Regions from separate parts of the Mus musculus genome. Here region 2 is linked to region 1. A link is a contact called in public Hi-C data. All regions are on one chromosome and are shown on one strand. Each heading gives the region's core, a stretch centred on a gene start, on an enhancer-like site or on the middle of the called end of the contact. The rest is flanking DNA. Distances are from core to core; before and after follow the strand shown. Region 1 overlaps Tmem168 (transmembrane protein 168). Region 2 has its middle 42 kb from the start of Gm38767.

Region 1 (7,656 bases), core at 40-2,539:
GCCTCTTTGTTCTTGGGATCGCCAGCATACTCTACTATTACTTTTCAATGGAAGCAGCCAGTTTAAGTCTCTCCAATCTCTGGTTTGGATTTCTGCTTGGCCTTCTGTGTTTTCTTGATAATTCATCCTTTAAAAGTGATGTGAAAGAAGAAACAACCAAATATTTGCTTCTGACATCTATAGTTTTAAGGATATTGTGTGCTTTGGTGGAGAGAATTTCTGGATATGTCCGCCATCGGCCTACTTTACTAACCACAGTGGAGTTTCTGGAACTTGTTGGGTTTGCCATCGCCAGCACAACTATGTTGGTGGAGAAGTCTCTGAGTGTTATTTTGCTGGTTATGGCTTTGGCCATGCTCATTATCGACCTGAGAATGAAGTCTTTTCTAGCTATTCCAAACTTAATCATTTTTTCAGTATTGTTATTTTTCTCTTCATTGGAAACTCCCCAAAATCCAATTGCTTTTGCATGTTTTTTTATTTGCCTGGTAACTGATCCTTTTCTTGACATTTATTTTAGTGGACTTTCAGTAACTGAGAGGTGGAAACCTTTTCTGCATCGTGGGAGAATTTGCAGGAGACTTTCTGTGCTTTTCACTGCAATGATTGAGCTTACATTCTTCATCCTTTCAGCATTTAAACTTAGAGACACTCATCTCTGGTATTTTGTGATACCAGGTTTTTCCATTTTCGGATTTTTCTGGATGATTTGCCATATTATTTTTCTTTTAACTCTTTGGGGATTTCATACTAAGTTGAATGACTGCCATAAAGTGTATATCAACCACAGGGCAGATAACAATAGCCTTGACAGAATCATGGCATCCAAAGGGATGCGTCATTTTTGCTTAATTTCAGAGCAGTTAGTTTTTTTTAGTCTTCTTGCAACGGCAATTTTGGGAGCAGTCTCCTGGCAGGTAAGCTCATGGGTTTTTGTTTATTTTCTTATGTCAGTGCTAATGATAACTGATACGATCCTAGGTAGAGGTGCTAAATGCTGACGATCTCAGGATACCTATGCCCTTAAAAGCAATTCTTTCTGTAATGACAGGAAGAGACTAGCATGAAAAGAATTTAATCATAAACTGTTTCTATTGTAACAAACTATATAATTTGAGTACTTCAGTTTGGGATGTGGGCATACAAGAGCAACTCTTCTTGGTGCAATTCTTTGCTTTGTACCAATGTGTTGCTGCTACGTGTACTAGAGATGGAAGTGTTAACGGGAGCTAGAAAGCCTTGCCTGGGCATGGGGCTTCTATTCAGTGTGGGCTGCCGGCCTCAAGGAATCTGTGTGGGAGTCAACCCCGTGGTGAAAACTTCCGCAGGGCAGCTTCCTCATTCTGCCAGCTTGCTGTAGCTAGGGACTTTCAGAACTAAATGATGTCGGAACTCTGCAAGAACTTACCTCCTCTTCTTCTTTCTGAGTTGGCCACTTTCCCAGTCATAACTACATTTTCTCTGCCAAGTCAGCTTCATTCCTGCAGGGCTCCTTCCCAGGGCATGAAATTCTGTTAACCAAGTCCTTTCTTGGTCACTAGATGTTTTTTCTGCTCTGCATATATCAGTGGATTTCAAGTAAAGTATGTGTACCAATGGGAGTGAGTACACACAAGCTTTCTAAGGAATCTCTCAGCAAAGATAATGTCAGAAAAATCAATCTCCAGGTTGTAACTTTCAGTGGGATTGTTTCCTAAAGTTGACCTATTTGAGAAAATCATTCAAGTTGACCCTTAAGTGGTATCTCATTTGGGTTTTAATTTATAGGTGCCTAATGAAAGTTGTGTCATTTTGTATGCTCTTACATTTTCAACATATTTTCAAATATCCCTTCGAATTTCTTCTTTGACCTCTGGGTTATTTTTGTCTTTATTGTGGGAAATCTTAATATTTGTGGATTTTCCAACATCAGCCTTGTTGATTTTTGATTTATCTTTATAGTTGGAAGACACAATTTGTATGAATTTAGCCTTTTAACAAAGACTTGTTTATGATCTAAAAAAAGGTTAGAGTGCTATTGAGCCAAGTCAAGCTGGGTAGTGATGTTCTTATATCAATATCCTTGATGGTTTTCTATCTAATCTATCAATGTTGAGAGATATTAAAATGTGTACTTCCTCATTTAAGGCATTATTAGTGTGTGTGTTTGTTGTGTGTGTGTACGTAGGTAGGTATAGGTGTAGATGTGCATGCTGCAGAGGCCAGACAGGCGTTAGAGCTGTGTTTGTGAGCCATCTGATGTAGGTTTTAAAACTCCTTGTTACTTGATTTTTATCACGATAGATGGCATAGTTTAGTAGTTTCAATAAAAACTCCATGACCTGCCTGCAAAGCTTAAAACAGTAACTGTAGAAAAAGTGTGCTGAACCTTGTTCTTGGTCTCTGAGCATTTGAGTCACGTGAAATCTGTTTACGTTCTGAAGCCTGGGAGTCAGTGATTGGGGGGGCAGTTAGGATTATACTTTGCTAAAAGTCTCATGGGATGACCTGGGATTCAGTGATTGGGGGGGCAGTTAGGATTATACTTTGCTAAAAGTCTCATGGGATGACCTGGGATTCAGTGATTTGGGGGGGCAGTTAGGATTATACTTTGCTAAAAGTCTCATGGGATGACCTGGGATTCAGTGATTGGGGGGGCAGTTAGGATTATACTTTGCTAAAAGTCTCATGGGATGACCTGGGAGTCTTTGGGGGGGCAGTTAGGATTATACTTTGCTAAAAGTCTCATGGGATGACCTGGGAGTCCTCGTCAGCAATACACCTGTTAAATGCTTGTTAATTTAGCTCTTCAAAACTAATGTAAACCCACCTGGATAGATTTACATTTCCCAGTTGGCTGCTACTTGATAACAGTTGTACGTGATGTTGACATTTTGCCTTACAGAAACTTAGACTTTTCAGCATAGTTTTTGCTTAATTGATTATAGAAAGATTCCAAACCCTTTACTCTACCCAGTATTCTGTGAAGTGTAACTATACTTAGAGCAAAAAAGAAGAGGAGGAGGAAGAAGAGAAGGAAAGGGAAGAGGAAGGAGGAGGAGGAGGAGGAGGAGGAGGAGGAGGAGAAATAATAATAGTACTGAAAGAGCATCATTTCTACACGTGTCTATGAAACCCTTGTCTCTCAATCTCACACACCCTTTAACCTGTATGTGTGAGTTCTCCGTGGACTTCTGCTAAAGTGCAAATAACATTCATATGAAACATAATTTGGGAAACACCCACTGGTTCTACACAAGTTGCAGTTATTCAAATGATTCAAATCAGAACATTACACAGTGAAAGGGAAACAATTAAGGCCTTCATTGAGGAAAACTATTTTGGAGAGAGTGACATTGCTAATCCAATTACATTCTCAGCTATTACAAATTATTTAAATTGGATCTTAACAGATATTTAAATTGAACTATTTTTACTTAACATTTCTAAATATTGTTCCTAATATTCTCATTCTTTCTCTCTCTCGCTCTCTCTCGCTCTCTCGCGCACATGCACACACACACACACACACACAACCTTACCACATTTCTGTAAGAATAATACTGAAGTGTTAAACTTTTTTTCTTATATTTCATTAATTTATCCTTTAATTGATTTCTACTGGAAAGTTTTTCCACTGGTTGGGTGGGGACAGACCTAATCCAACAAAGAAAAATAAGAAAGAAACTTTTCAGCAGATGAGTTTGTCAGCTACTGTCAGGATACATAAAAGTAGAGATGACATAACCAACTCCTCAGTTATTTTTCTTTTATGACTTTTTAAAAAAATTTTAACTAAGAAGTTGTCACAAACTCCATTTAAGTAGATTTGATTTTTGTTAGTTTTTCACTCTATTATTGTCAGAATGGGTCAAGAGTTTCATTCCAAGTTACTTTCATTAAAGAGCTGGAATTTCATATTAGTTACTGTTGTGGTTCATAATCTCACTCTTACTTTGAGAGGCACCTGACAGCTGCTGTTTCCCAGTTTGTATTATGTTCACTGCCTGCTGTTTGCTTCTGTCTTAAGCTTTCCCTTTAAATAAGTCAACTAGAAAGGCACAATAGCATAGCATACCTAGTGTTGCTTTTATGGCAGTTGATAAGAAGGCTAAAAGGGAGACTGAATCCCACTTAAAACCCACACCATTTTTAGACATATTTAGACATGCTCTCTGAAATATTTCACTTAAACTTTCATATGCCTTCCTTTGCTAACCACTGCCATTTGAAGATTCCATGGGGATTTGATGCAGCTTTTTGTGGAAGCCCGTTTCACACCAACTAGAAAATCCATAATACAGCTAATTTCACTGTAGGTGAAAGAGGGACCAGTCCTGAATATGATGGAGTCATAGTATAAGCCTTGCATTCAAAGAAGTCTGTCAGTACAGCGCAACTTCACTTCTAGCAAGACAGAAGGGCCGGCCTGTCATCACTTAGCATGGGAGCGGGACTTTCCACTTTGCTGCTGAATTAGAAGTTCAGTGTTTCCATCTGTTCGTTTGTTTGTTTCACTTACTTGCCTCAGTTTAGGTTACAAAGGGGACATTATTTTTGTTTAAAGCCAAAATTTTATCAATTTTTCTAGAAACTGTAAAACAGGATGTCCTATGTGTTCCTGTGGCAGTGACACACAGTAGGAAATGTATAAAGAAAATGACATTTATTTTTGCTGTGTTAAGATTGGGAAGTCCTATTTCAGTAGTAGAAGTTGGGGGAGGCGGTGTGAAAGGGAAGGGTTTAGACGTGTCTTTCACAGCTTTGAATCCTTATGTAAGAGTCATTCATTCATCTGTGAAGGTCTATTGTAAGTTCTGTATCCTTACACTTGCAGTTAGTCCTCATCTCCTAAGATTGCTGTACTGGGAATGAAGTTTCCTGAGTATGCTTTGAGGGAACATATTGAAACTACTTCAGAGCAGTAGATGTTTTTCCCTCACTCACCCACCTGAAACAGTGGTCCAAGTAGTGTTTTCTTCATAAAGTATGACTGTGATACAGTTCCCAACAGATAACTTCTGAGCAGTGTATTGTGAGCATCATAGCATACACTTTCACAAATCTAAATTATGTGTCACTTACTCTGCTTGGCCTATTGATGCCATCAGCAAACAAAATGTGGGGCTCTTGCTGGTAAATGTGACCTACCACTGTAGGGGAAAGAGGGACGGTCCTGAGTATGATGTAGTAAACCTTTTAATATGTAGGAAGCACAGCTAAATATGTGGACCACTAACACTCATTTACTGTTGGCTGTGTGCTGCTATATGTAATTTTAGGACGGACAGTACAGGTTTATTTACATACAGCAAAACAATGCGCTATACTATGTTACAAGACAGTAGGAAATGTTCAGTTCCATTATGATCAATGGGACACGAATGGATAACTTGTTTACATGCACAGAATTGGTGTATATGGCCCATAATTGACTGCAATATTGTTACTATGTGCATAACTATTGTTTCCTCTTCACCTGATTCTCCATCCTTTCCTTGTGTGATAGTGTATGCTGCTAATCAGGGTAGAGGTAGGTGGACCTCCATGTGTTAGAGTGACAAGTTACAGTCAAGCTAAAACAACATCCTGAGACCCGGTTTCAAAGAACAAAAATGCAAAACAGCTCACCAATCAATGAGAAAAAACCTACTAGAATATCTTCTCTATTTTAATAAGACCTGCCCTTTGTAAACTGTCCTGTGTATGTATAAGTGTGTTGAATTCTTGCAACTGCTGGAGGTAGCTATCATTACTGTTCGTGATGAGGAAGCTTGGCCGTTGTAGCTGCTTTGAATCGAGGAAGCCTCCACTCAGCCTTTACTCTCCAGGGCTGTTGTCCTTGCTTTCCTTGCTTTCACACCCGGCAAGGGCAGAGAATGAATTACTTCATCTAACTGCTTTGTTGGTTATAGGGAAGCATCGGTAAGACTTGCTTGAGATCATTTCTGGAACTGTGATTTCACTTTTTAAAGCTTTGCATTTTTTGTGTGTGGTTTTGTCTCTTTTGAGAGCACTCAGTCACAGGATAGATTTCTAATGCTTTTATTAGGACATTGATGATTGTACATCAAGTCTCCTATGTAATAATCATTAGACATTTAGATAAAAATATAGTTCTTTAGATTTCTATTCTTTTGCTTCTGATTACTTCGGAATTTTGTTGAGGGCTAGAGAGATATGGCTTTGCTATTAAAAAGTGATTACTAGCCGGGCGTGGTGGTGCACGCCTTTAGTCCTAGCACTTGGGAGGCAGAGGCAGGCAGATTTCTGAGTTCTAGGCCAGCCTGGCCTACAAAGTGAGTTCCAGGAGAGCCAGGGCTATACAGAGAAACCCTGTCTCAAAAAACCAAAAAAAAAAAAAAAAAAAAAAAAGTGATTACTATGCAACCATGAAAACAAGAGTTCTGATCCCAACTTGACAAATACAGTGTTTCTCAAACCCCTATGAGTCCAGCTTCAAGGAGTCTGGCTTTCTCTTCTGGCCTATAAACACATAGGTACATGTAATTGCACACACATGTACACATACACTCACAGCTACATATAAACTAAATTTTTAAAAGATAAAATCTTTTGTGTAGTTATTTTTAATTCAACAAGCACAAGCACTTTAATCCAATAAGAAGAAACAAAATGTTTTGAAATTATGTGACATGTATTACATAAGAAATATGTATAAATTATACGGCAATTATATAAAGTGTAGTATATTTACACTGAAAGGATTTTTAATACCATTAAGCTGGCAAATGGAAATGTAAATATATACAAATTAATGGCCTTCCAGAAATGTTATATATTACCCCTTTTAAGTAAAAAGCAGGCCTATATGTACACACAAATATATATTTGTGATTAAAATACTAAAAAAACATTATGTGTATATTTTGTTTGCATACATGTCTGTGAACTATGTGTGTATCTGCAGAGGTCAGAGGAAGGTATTAGATCCCATGAAGCTGGAGTTACAAAACATCGTGAACTCTTTTGTGGGTGCTGGGAATTGAACGTGGATCCTGTGCAAGAACAAGTGTTCTTAACTGCTCAGTCACCTCTCTCCAACCTCTATGTTTATAACTATGTATACATATATATGTGATATATGTTTTATATTATGAAGTATGGAGATAGTCTAATAGACTATTTGAAGGGATTTAATCATTTATACAGTTCATATTTTGCAATGTTCATAGCTGATTATTTTACACTAAATGATCATAACGTGCTATAATCTATATTATAAAATTGATAAACTACAATGTACCAAATTGGTCAGTGTATCTGTTTTTTTATTATGAATACATTTTCTCCTTTTGCTATGATGAGCCAGTCCTTAGGGTTGACATTTTTTCCTGCATATAGGCCAATTATTTATGCAGCAATGAAAGAATATGGAATCGTGCCAGTATTAAAAAGATATAATAAATGGGTACTTCCCTCCTCCTGCTTTTTAATATTTAATATTTTTATTATTTAATATTGGCTTTTAAAATTCTTTTCTGTCTGCCAGCTGCTTTAAAGATATTTAAATGTGCTTAATATTTTTTGTTGTTATGATGTGCAATTTAGACAAATTGAGTTTGGGGTTTTTTAAAGGTTAGTTATTATATAAAAATGAAATTAACTTTTACTTGACTTTCCTTAAGGTTTTATTCTCCTAGTTTCTGGATGCCC
Region 2 (6,923 bases), core at 314-2,813, 460 kb before region 1:
AGAAACTGGAGTTCAGAAATATCACTGGGGTTCTGGGAACTCCAGTCATAAAAACTGTAAAACTGTGCAGAATCGTTGCCATTGCAGCCCATGGTTTGTGTCCCACACTAAAGATAGGGACTTGAGCATTAGTGGCCATAGAGTGCCAAGTAGAATATACAAACGCAGCATGCTCTTCTTTAAAAGCCAGTTGTCACATAAAGGGCAGGGCTTTCTCTCTGACAAGTTCTGGAAAACTGCAAAGCTTCTTGATTGCCAAAGAAATTACACATTCTGAATCTACTGACAAGTCTCTCAGAAACCACTTGGCAAGAATGTGCCTGAGTCTTCTCAGCTCTCCTCACAGAGGTGTGACAGTACTTTAGTTCAGGGTATGTTTGCTGAGGCTTCTGGAATGCCAACCAGCACAGCGTGATTTATGCACTGAATCTTTCTGACATCAGAGAATAGAAGGAGCTGTGCAAAACACTAAACTCTGCTAATTGCAACATCAAAGGGAATTTAAATGCCCAAGGAAGTACTGAAACCCTGTTTTCAAGTCCTTTCCTGATGTGCAAGATTCTGCCTTGATGTCCAGATGTTAATGCACCAGAGTAAATATGCATAATAATATCAAGCCCGGGAACCACAACAAGTGTCACCATCATAGTTGAGTTAGTTATATCACAATGTCTTGAATACCTAGGGCACTGTGGGTGATCTGAAGCCATTGAACTGGCATAAAAGCTTCAGCTGGGCTGGAGAGATGGCTCAGCCGTTAAGAGCACCAACTGTTCTTCTGAAGGTCCTGAGTTCAAATCCCAGCAACCACATGGTGGCTCATAACCATCTGTAATGAGATCTGATGCCCTCTTCTGGGGTATCTGAAAATAGCTACAGTGTACCATATGATAAATAAAAGCTTCAGCTATAGGTAAAACTGAACAAATAATATGGTTCACATTTCACATTTAAGGTTGTGAAAAGTTGTTAAAAGTTTAGTGTGAGACAATAAGTAAATGTAGACTGTTTTACCTGGAAAAATTACTTAAAATCTTAGATTGCTGTTAGGCCCAGTAAACAACTTAATGTATGTTGCAGTTTTATGTATACAGACATGACAATCTAGTGTATAATTGCTACCTCTTTAGAGAAAATATCTCTTTAATCAGAAATAAAGGATCTATTTTAGTTCCTTTTCCCATTTCTGTGGCCAAAAGTTCTGAAAGAAACAATTTAAAGGAGGAAGAGCTTACTCTGGATTACAATTTTAGATCATTCTTTTATGGTGTAGAAAACTCAGAGACAGGCAAGAAAGGCTTGGTAGCAGGAAGAGATGGCTGACTGCTCACACTAGTCAAGTGGACAAGAGTGAACAGGAAGTAAGACCAGGGTATAAAGGCTCAAGGCTTGCCACCAGTGATCCACTTTCCCCAGTGAAGCTCTGCCTTCTCAATGTTCCACAGCCTTCCCAAGCAATGACTCCAGTTGGGGACCAAGTATTCACACACATGAGGCCAGGGTGGAAACTTGACACCCAAAACCACAATAGTGTGTGTCTCCCAGCTTACTCCCCACACTTTTCATAGTAACTGCCCAGAAACAGACTGCTCAGCTCAGCATAGCAGACCACTTGTCCCTTCTGTGTCTTGGACCTTGAATAAATTTTCACATTGCATGCCTTCCCATAATGAAAGTATTCTAAATCTTACCACTCTGCTGTGCTCTAAATAGCCTTGTCTGAAAAAGAACATACAACTTTAAGTGACTAACACTAATTTCATTGTTCTACATTTTATGGCATTCTGTAACTTCAAATTACATAGCTATTATGTCACTCAGAGTGGGGACAGGAGAGTTATGGGACAGAAGAGCTGAGTTTACCAGCCAGCCAGAGTTCAGAAAGAGCAAGAAAGGGTGAGTTTGTTCAGTACTGTCTTAGGTGGAAAATGTTCTAGACTTAAATAAGATTGTACAGAGGCTAGAAGCTTCCAGGATTAGGCCTAGGTTAGCAGATGGAGGCAATAAACCTCCTAGACAACAATTGCATCAGGCAAATAAAAGATACACAATCAAAATCATGAAAATGAACCGCGGTTTTAGAAATCGACACACATTCTGGCTTAAGCTTGTTTAGCCTCGCAAGACTGAATAGAATTACCCAGATAAAGACTTTCTTGAGAATTTCCACAAAGATGAATTATATAATTATGAAACTTTCTATCTCCTTTCTTGGATTTTAACTTACAACTTAGGACTCCTTTTCATGTGATTTATGACTTAGCAATGTTTATGGTTGATTACTGTGGAAGGAGTAAAGGAAAGTAGCAAAGGATTACTTTTTAGTTTTCAAGTAGCTACACTGCCCTCTTCTCACCTTACCTTGAGCCTCTGGTTTTGGCATCAGTATAAGTTAGTATGTTGCTGTAAAGAGAAGCACTTGTGAGAAGATAAAGAACTTGGATTCTACCTGATAAATGCACATACTTTCTTCCTAGGGTTCAATGCTGCCTAAATTCAAAGAAAGCAGACTTCATTAAATAAAAACTCAAGATCATTATAAAATGAATTAATTCATTTTAATTTGTGATTTACCTTTATTTTTAATTAAAATATAGTTATATTATTCCCCTAACTTATCTGCCTTTACATGTGCTCTCTCTCTCTCTCTCTCTGTCTCTCTCTCTCTCTCTCTCTCTCTCACACACACACACACACATTTCTTTTATTTTAATTTATTAATTATTATATTTTTCATTATTTAAAACTTTTAATTAAAATACATTTTCATATATATGAGATATATTTTGATCTCCAGATCCTCTCCCCCTCCCTATGTACCCAACTTTAAATTCAGTCTCAAAAAGGAAACAAAAACCAAGTATAAAACTAAAAATCTAGTACAAAAATAAAATTCCCCAAAACAAGAAAAAATTATAAATAAATAAAATCATATCAACAAGAAAGATAGCAAATTCACCAAACTGTGATCAAATAAACAAACACACACACACACACACCACCACCACCACCACACTACCAGCAACAACAACAACAACAACATCAAAAATAAATTGTGGGATTTAATTATTTGTTGGTGAACTACTTGTAAGCACGACACCTGCCCTAGACTATAAACACAGTATCACTCTATTGAAGAAAACTGATTATTCCTCTCCTAGCAGATATAGTTGACAGTTCAATTGTTAACCTTTACCTTAGTAGCTAGGTTGTCACTCATCCACCCACTCATTCATTCATTTTTAAATATAACAAAATAAAATATAATAAAAAAAAATCACATTATACCAACCAAAGGAAAGAACCTAAAAGAAAGTACAAGGATCAGAGACCTACTCATCTGCACATATGCAGGAATCCTATAAGAACACTAAACTGGAAACTGTACTATATATGCAGAAGACTTGATATAGAGCAGTGCCATGCCCTGTGCATGATGCTTCTGTCTCTATGAGTTCCTATGAGCTTTTCTCATCTTTGTTCGTTCTGTACATTTAGTGTCTGACCTAGAATGTAGCAGGAGGAGCTACTGTTCTATTAGTGGTTCTATTAGTGTGCCTCTTGTGTCTCGATGGGCTTCTCTTGCTTTAGATCTAGGAATACCTTTTACATGATTTTATTGAAAACATGTTCTATGCCTTTGACTTGAAATAAAAGGTCATCATTTTTCCTTCCTCTTCTACCCCATTCTCCTCCTCCTCTCCTCTTCTTTGTTGACAATTCTTTGATTTTGGTTATTTTATTGTGTCAAGGGTCTTGTATATTCTGTTGATGTTTTTTTTTTAAATGTATCATAACATTTAATTGAGTGATCCAGTTCCTCTATTTTTGTCTTCAGGCATCAATATTCTCTCTTGTACATGGTCACTTCTGTTGATGATGATATTCACTTTGAAGTCTTCATTTCAGTCTGAGTTTTCTTCAGTATTTCTATCTCATTATTGACTTCAATTTTCATTTCCTGGATTTTCATATTTTATTCAGAGTTTGCTTAGACTTTGATCAGTTCATCTCTGTCCTCTCTAAGTTCATTCAGGTATTCTCATTTAATTTCTTGGACTGTTTCAGCATAGAATTACTGTGAACTGTTTGAGCAAATATTGACTTGCAGCACAAAGATTAATAAAGACAAAGACCAATAAAAGCTCTAGATACAGATCATAGAGAATGTTTTAATTATGTGATAAAATTAAACTACCACTAACTTTTTATTTGATTTTTCTGGTCATCTAAATTCACATATAATTTAGGCATGAAGGCATGTGCCTCTAATTCCAATGCTTAGAGACTGAAGCAAGGAGATTGCCACAAGTTCAAGGCCAGCCTGGTGCATATGGGGAGCTTTAGGTCAACTTATGCTGCAGAAAAACATGACCTTTTGAAAAAAATTAGGAATAATGATAATGTCTCTTTTCTTAAAAATAAAATTTTTCATTTAATCATTTTTTTCTTTTCTGCTGTGGGAAATTTATAAGTAGGTCATAGAGATGGAAGGATTGGGAGCTCTTAACTTGCAGAATCCCTTTTCATTTAAAATTGCATAATAAGTCAATATATCCTAACTGTGGGGATTATATAATATCCTGTATGTATGTATGCATGTATGTATGTATATAATATATTACATATTATATATATATATATATATATAAATGCATGTGTGGCAAGAAATTTTATCTTTGCTACATTTCAAGTTGGTTTCTGAAGATAAAAGTCTGATGTGGGCAATGTTCCCAGAAATTTCTCTATGGAAAAATGACACATTTCAAAACTGCAGAAGTCTAGCTGCATTTAGTTCAAATTATTTGGATGTGTAGTTTTCTGTGTCAGTGCTGGGAGGACAACTGGAATATGTGAGTCCATATGTGAGACAGAACAAATGCTATGGGCTTCAGCCTGTCAAATGTCACAGATGACAATAAACTGACAGTAAGTATTGAATTGTATTATCAGCCAAGTTCACTCATGTTGTCTGAGGTCAGGTCAATGCTACCTCCATTAGAGATAATGGGACGCAGATCCCTTTGAATCGCATATGGATTGAGGACAAGGACAGCACTAACAATTTCTGTATCTGCTCAAAATGGAATGTACAGCTTTACAATATCTCAGGAAAAGATGCATAATTGTCTGTCAGCTCAGTTGTTTGGCATGAGTTTCCATATGAGCTGAATGGGGTCAAAATAATCAGATTTAGTCTAATGTGTCTAAGCCTAAAAATGTAATTTCTCTTTAGTATTTTCTACAAAAAGGTAGTGTTTTAATACTGGTCAAATATAAATAATGTTTTCCCAAATCTGTTTTTTAAAGGTTGCATATTGAATCAGACACTTCTAAACAAAAGTAAATACAGGAGCTCAAAAAAACCTGAAAGACCTCTGCTATACACGTAGATCACTGCGTAGAGAGCATCATTACTTGAACTCTTTTTTTTTTTAATTATTATGTATTTTCCTCAATTACATTTAGAATGCTATCCCAAAACTCTTGGCAGGCTCCAAGTGAGAGAACTGCAAACCAATGGATCCATTCCTATCTTAGTTACTATTCGGTTGTTTTGAAGAGCACCATCACCAAGGCAACTTTTATAAAAGAAATTTAATTAGGAGCTTACTTACAATTTTAGAAGGTTAGTAAATGATGATTATGGTAGAAACAGATAGGCATGGTGCTTCAGAAGTAACAAAACTCTTCATCCTGAACCTCAGGCATCAGGCAGAGACTGGGCCTAGCATGGGCTTTTGAAACCCATGCTCTCTCACAGTGACATCCCTCCTCCAACAAGGCAACACTTCCTAACTCTTCCTTAATAGTTCACTAAACCTGGGACTAAGCATGCAAATGCATGAGCCTAGAGTGCTATATATCTTAGTCAGCTCTATTGCTGTGAAGGGACACTTTTTCTGACAAGACCATATCTTCTTATCCTTCTAATCCTTTCAAATAATGTCATTCCCTGATGACTAAGCATTAAAATAGATGAGCCTGTGGAGGCTATTTTTATTCAGACCAACACGATTGCTATGTGTTCGTAATCAAATTTAAGCTACAATTCTGCTCTTTAACAGCAAGAGGCAAGTAATGGGGAAACGGGAAATAGAAAAAGATCCCAGAGTCATGTTATCTTTTTTATTTTCATGAAAACAAGTTTTATTTAAAGAAGTGTTTAAATGCATTCCATGCCATTTAAACTAGAATGGAAAAGTTAGTTTATTCTGTCAAATGACATTGGGAAGAGAAATAAATTGCATGCAACAGAGAAAAGAAGAAGGATTAGAACAAACTTGATAGCATTTCAAATGCTGTGCTGTTGTGGATACTAGTTAACACAATGGAGTTTTCCAACTTTAAAGTAAAAGAGGGTGATTGTCACAGAGAGAGAACACATAAAACCTCAAAGGAGTTTTACTTTTCAGTTTTAAATAATAATTTTAATAATTGCATTGAGTTTTTATATATCACACAAGCCTTTATTGGTGTTAACTTTAGATTTGCATATCTCATTAAAGAGACTTTAACCAAAATCAGTCTCATTACTCCTCTCTTAAAATTGCAAGTTACTAATGAAGGTTGAGTTGTAAAAGTGTATACATTTCATTTTTTTTAACCTTCAAATAAGAAAAAGTTCCAATGAAATAAAAGTTGTGTTCATGATCATCTTAGTCAGGGTTTCTATTCCTGCACAAACATCATGACCAAGAAGCAAGCTGGGGAGGAAAGGGTTTTATTCGGCTTACACTTCCATACTGTTGTTCATCACCAAAGGAAGTCAGGACTGGAACTCAAGCAGGTCGGAAAGCAGGAGCTGATGCAGAGGCCATGGAGGGATGTTCTTTACTGGCTTGCTCAGCCTGCTCTCTTATAGAACCAAGACTATCACCCCAGAGATGGCACCATCCACAAGGGGACCTCCCCCCTTGATC

What was found. A called contact is a pair of places that touch in the nucleus more often than the background predicts.
Region 2: a Hi-C map of embryonic fibroblasts shows a contact between it and region 1, with 4 times the contacts expected there. The contact joins two enhancer-like sites. A contact is called at or near these places in 2 of 39 promoter capture datasets (the C10 cell line and cranial neural crest), 1 of 484 Hi-C or Micro-C datasets (embryonic fibroblasts) and 1 of 115 datasets of contacts at active chromatin or transcription factors (large pre-B cells).

Annotation. Positions count from the first base shown.
Region 1 is chr6:13,595,499-13,603,154 of GRCm38.p6, reverse strand. Tmem168 (transmembrane protein 168) reads left to right here. Exons shown (of 5, transcript NM_028990.5): 2 at 1-917. Among named protein-coding and RNA genes, the nearest start is that of Tmem168, 8.8 kb to the left of the region's middle. Within about 2 kb of position 1,289, at least 101 of the 459 cell types and tissues checked have an H3K27ac peak or open chromatin away from gene starts, as enhancers often do. A contact at or near this core is called in embryonic fibroblasts, where this site is marked.
Region 2 is chr6:14,057,366-14,064,288 of GRCm38.p6, reverse strand. No RefSeq gene overlaps it. Among named protein-coding and RNA genes, the nearest start is that of Gm38767, 42 kb to the right of the region's middle. Within about 2 kb of position 1,563, at least 14 of the 459 cell types and tissues checked have an H3K27ac peak or open chromatin away from gene starts, as enhancers often do. A contact at or near this core is called in embryonic fibroblasts, where this site is marked.